Linked DNA regions of Astyanax mexicanus: region 2 is linked to region 1. The links are chromatin contacts, called in public Hi-C maps. All regions are on one chromosome and are shown on one strand. The core of a region is the stretch at or near the end of the contact, and the rest is flanking DNA. Distances in the headings are between cores, read along the strand shown.

Region 1 (2,700 bases), core at 80-2,579:
CTGTCAAGAAACACAAGAATTATTTAAAATGTGCACTGAGTGTAAATGAGTGTACTTAGCAATGAGTGTAAATAACGCAAAAGGCATGTCCACTTTGTTAAAATAAAATGGTACATTTTTTTTATTTTATTCAAATGCCTGAATATTCTTCATAATTGAAATAGAGTAATAATACATTTTGAAGAAATGATGCTATTATATTTAAAAAATATTGCAAATATTATTTTTTGTTCATCACAATTATTTATTTGACCAATTTTAATGCATATCATAGGTCATTCGTAGTACTGAACGATATGGCCAAAATGAATATCATGATATATTTCTTAATTTCGGTCGATGCAATATAATTTTGATATGGATATAAACAGTATTGCATCCTCTGTGTATGTATGTAATCATGCACTACTAGAGCAAGGTGATATGTAAAAAAATGTTGTATGTAGTTTATAGAATAAAACAACAATATTCATTTTACATAAACATATAACTAAAAATAGCAACATCAGAGAAACTGATTCAGAAACTGAAGTGGTCTCTATTTGTTTTTTCCACAGAGCTTTATATATATATATATATATATATATATATATATATATATATATATATATATATATATATATATATATATATATATATATATATATATATATATAAATTGCATTTTCTTTGTTTTGCCATAGTATCGTTTGGTATCGAGCATTGTGACCGTGCACTTTGTATCAGTATCAAATCCAAAGTATAATATTGTGACACCCCCAACTCCAGAGCTAATGGTCAAACAGCGATATATTATCTATCATACGCTACCTCCTGGTATTTCTACATTAAAGCATTAAAAATTCCCTATAAAGCGAAAAATTCAGATTATAAAACTCCAGCGTTTCTAAAAGAGGGCGGAGCCAAGACCAAACCCTCCAACCAACAACACAGGCGTTTTTAAAACAGCCTGAAGATCATAACCCTGTAAAACCGCGCAGTCCGCCAGGTTCAGCTCACCTCTGCACTGCTGCAGCATCCCATCGCAGCAGATTCCTGATCTGGATAATAATCCGAATTAAACAGAATCAGATGCTGAAACTAGCGGGGAGTTGCCTGGCTGGTCTGGAATGGAGGAAAATCAGCTCCAGGATTTTAAATCCGGTAATAAACGCTCTCAGACCGCAGCAGCACCGCGTTAATAAATAGATCCAGTAATAAAACACTGCGCGAATCCCGTCCGCGTTCAGATCTGCGCGGTTTAAACCGGATTAACTCCGGATTCCTCTATTCTCCGGATCTGGGGACGGTGAGGAATAACTTCCTGAACGGTGAGGCTGCAGAGGGAGGGAGGGCGGGGGGAGGCGGGCAGGTCTGAGTTTACCGGCTGATCCAGGATCAGCTGCTGCTTCTGCCTGAGATTAAAGCGGAGCAGCGGTCACAGTGTGAACAGATCCTGAACCGGTTCAGTAGCAGCGCATCGGGATTGGCGGAGCGGCGGCAGATTTGACTGAGCTGTGTGAGTGAACCGGTTAGTGTAGTATTAATGCACTGTTCCACAAATACAATAATATTAACAATAAGGTTTTATATGCTAAAAAAATACAATTAAAACTTATAATCCCTTAATTTATAAACATATATCACATAAAACATATAAACATTTAACCGTCGCATTATCATGCTGTATAAACTATACTTATAACTTATAAAACTATATTTTTATGTTGTTGCATTATTATGCTGTATAAAACTATACTTATAACTTATAAAAATCTATATTATTATGCTGTCTGTTGCATTATTATGCTGTATAAACTATACTTTTAATAAAAAATAAAATCTATATTATTATGCTGTCTGTTGCATATATGCATATATGTAACACACACGTACATATATATAACCACATCACTGAACTTGCTGGTCTATAAATACACATACACTACATATTGCTATTGTCTTACTTCCGCTTTACTGTGCACACATTACTTTACTCTCTTGTTATTTTGTGCAGATTACCAATTTAAATATATTACTTGTCTACTTCCTATTGTATATTCCCTATAGTACATTGTCTATATTTAACTTATATATTTAGCTTAATACTTTATTGTATGTTTATAGTCTATAATTTATGTTTTATAGTTCTTCTACTCTTTTTATTTATTTTTGTTAATAGCTCGTGTGTCAGTGGAAGATTAACACAGTAAAATTTCATTGTATAGTGTATTATTAGTATTATATATGTATAGTAGTATAGTATATGCCTATTATTAGTATTATGGGCTGTTGTATATACAGTATGTATGTAAATATTGAATGTGCTGCAAAATGCATAATAAAACTTATACTGAAATGTATTTCACTTTTAGTACATGCGCATATATTTATTTAACATATGTTATATATGATTTTGCACAATAAAAAAGTCTGAGTTTAACCATATTTACACAGAACTTATAATAAGATGACGTCATCCTTTGTTAGCCCATGTGTGCCTTCCTATTGTAGGACTTCAGCGCCACCTGCTGGATATTCACACATTCTGTCAGTTTTTAAAAATATTTACACAAAAAGTGCATATTAAGTGAATATTAAATGATTTAAGTGGTATGCTTTAGTATAATTGAAAAAAATATTGATATATCTACTGTGCAAGATTGACCATATTGATCACTTTTTGCAAAATATGAAATAATACTAATAATATGTGTTGGA
Region 2 (2,700 bases), core at 24-2,523, 49 kb after region 1:
TCATTCTCTTTATTCAATTAGAAATCCACAAACAGTTCTTGGAGATTTTGGACAGCTTGCTGGTCATTCGTCAACATCTGGGAAACCTGTTTCATCTGGTTCTTATTTTGCAATCCAGTTTTTTCTTCATTTGGAAAGACAATCAGTTCAGTTCCCTTCGTTTCAGATAAGATCATTGTACAGGCAATTGCCCAGCAAGACATTCGGTCCGTCGATTTTAACTCATCCAAGACAATGAACAAACAAACACACATGGGATCAATTGGGGAGTCAGATGCATTTCTGGGATGCTAAAAGCAAAAAAAGCTGGGGAATCCTAGCAGCTACCATAGAAAACAACTATTAAAACCATAGCAGCTACATGAAATATCATAGCAACCATGTACAATAACCATCTAACAACTGCTTTGAAGTGGAACCACAGCAACCACAAGGGCTACCAGAGCAGCCACTTTGCACTACAAAAGTAGCCATCTAGGAACACCCTTGAAACCTCCTAGGATCCCACAGAAACAATGTATCAACACTTCCATAAGCAACCAACTAAAAAGACCGTATAAACCACCAAGGATACCATATCGGCCACTAAACAACATCTATGAACACCCTAGAAACCACCTTTATCAAAGACCTAAAAGTCTTGTTAGCAACTGAATAGAAACACCACCAAGGATACCATATCAGCCACTAAGCAACATCTATAAACACCCTAGAAACAACCTTTATCAACTACCCAACAGCCCCTAAGCAGCCAACTAGAAAGACCATAGGAACCACCAAGGATACCATATCAGCCACTAAGCAGCATCTAGGAACAACCTAGAAACCACCTTTATCAACCATCTAACAACCCCTCAGCAGCACCAAATAAACCAGCTGGCAACACCATAACAACCACCTGAAGTACCACAGCAGCCACATTGCAGTACAAAGGCACGCATCTAGGAACACCCTAGAAACCACCTGGGGTACAACAGAAACAATTTATCAACTATTATCAGCCACTAAGCAAAATGATAATAACCACCTGATGAACCAAACCAACCACCTAACAACCATAGCACACCATAATACCATAGAAACCACCTGGAATATCACAGCAATCCAATGGTTGAATTATAGAAATCAGTTAACTAATAAATAAGTGATAGTAAATGTATCTTAATTGTTCTCCTCTGTTTTTTTCTTTTCACAGCTGGTGAGTATGAAGAGCTGGCGGGACATGCGGAACGAGATCCTGTACCTGACGGGTAACGTCACGCGCTCCCCGAACCACATGTACCAGGCCGTGTCCCGCATCGTCTGTGGTCACCCGGAGGGCGGCGGCCTCAAGATCAAATCCCTCAACTGGTACGAAGACAACAACTACAAGGCCCTGTTCGGTAACCATAACGACAACGAGACCGAGCCCATGTCCGCCTACGACAACACGTCCAGTGAGTGACCACAGCTCATATATTTTATACTGTATATCAGCCAAACTTATCAGTCGAAGAAATGGTTGCAAAAATATTTGCACCCAGTAGGAAGTGTGGGATTGCAGTGAAGTTGATTCCTTCTGAGTGCATTGTATTGTATTAATAATGAGTGTAATATCTGAAAATGTAGGGTGTTTTTTCCATTGTTTATGAGTGTGAGTCATTGGTCCATCCGTCAATCTATTTATCCATCTGTTACACTGGTGGAAAAAGACATGATCCAAAAATGTTCAGTCATGGGAGAAGCTATGAGTGTACTACAGTTATATCACCATTTTACAGTTATATTTTACAGTTATATAAACATCGTTCATTGTTTAGATGTGTGCAAGTCTTTTATTTCCTCTCTTATCTTTGTGTCTTCTCAGCTCCCTACTGTAACAACATGATGAAGAGTCTGGAGTCCAGCCCTGTCTCCCGTATGATCTGGAGAGCTCTGAAGCCTCTGCTGATGGGGAAGATCCTGTACACACCCGACACTCCGGCCACACAGAGGATCATCCATGAGGTACTCAAAGCATTTGCTGTACTGAGAGTGAGGAGCAGAATATACACTTTACCAGGATTGAATAGAGAGTGGAGTGGGTGGTAATGATCGTGACCGGCGGCATCTGGCTAGAATTGTCCATGCAAACAGATGAGTGACTCTTAAGTCCTGGATAAGTTGAATTTACTTAAATAAGTTGAGGTCATTTGTTGTCTTAGTTTTTAAAAGTCGATATGAGTCAATGAGTTAATTAGACTTAAAATATTTAGTAAGTTAATTTAATTAGATATATTTATAAATACTCATAGTGAAAATTTAAAAAGTGAACAGCTCAGATGCTGCTTGCTCTTATAGCCTACAACGTAGAGGCCAGGCAGTTAATCATGTTACATGATCTTATATTTATCTTGTATTATAAGATAGCATGGGGGGAATGACTACACACTGATGGTGAGGGTCAGAAACGCCAAAAGCCAATAGAAAAGTAGACCTCAGTTTGAATGTATATTCAACCACAAATGTTCACATAACTCAAAATAGTTGATTGAGTTTTGGAAATATATAATTGTAGGTGAAGAGATTGTGGGTTTACAGTGAATGGGACATGACAAAAATCATGGGACACAGTACTAGTCCCATGTCTTATTCTCTACAGATCCATTGTTTTAGTAAAGAACATTACTGATGCCTTGAATCCTCCGTTACCCTCTTTCTCTCTCTCTCTCTCTCTCTCTC

The links. A called contact is a pair of places that touch in the nucleus more often than the background predicts.
Region 2: a contact with region 1 is called in a Hi-C map of muscle, with 19 times the contacts expected there. The contact joins the enhancer-like site here to the promoter of slc44a1a in region 1. A contact is called at or near these places in 3 of 3 Hi-C or Micro-C datasets (blood and muscle).

Annotation. Positions count from the first base shown.
Region 1 is chr25:22,391,407-22,394,106 of AstMex3_surface, forward strand. slc44a1a (solute carrier family 44 member 1a) reads right to left here and starts at 1,330. Exons shown (of 16, transcript XM_022667240.2): 1 at 1,000-1,330. The coding sequence starts at 1,023.
Region 2 is chr25:22,440,913-22,443,612 of AstMex3_surface, forward strand. abca1a (ATP-binding cassette, sub-family A (ABC1), member 1A) reads left to right here. Exons shown (of 48, transcript XM_022667239.2): 9 at 1,196-1,436; 10 at 1,847-1,986. Among protein-coding and RNA genes, the nearest start is that of abca1a, 30 kb to the left of the region's middle. Within about 2 kb of position 1,274, the one cell type or tissue checked has an H3K27ac peak away from gene starts, as active enhancers do.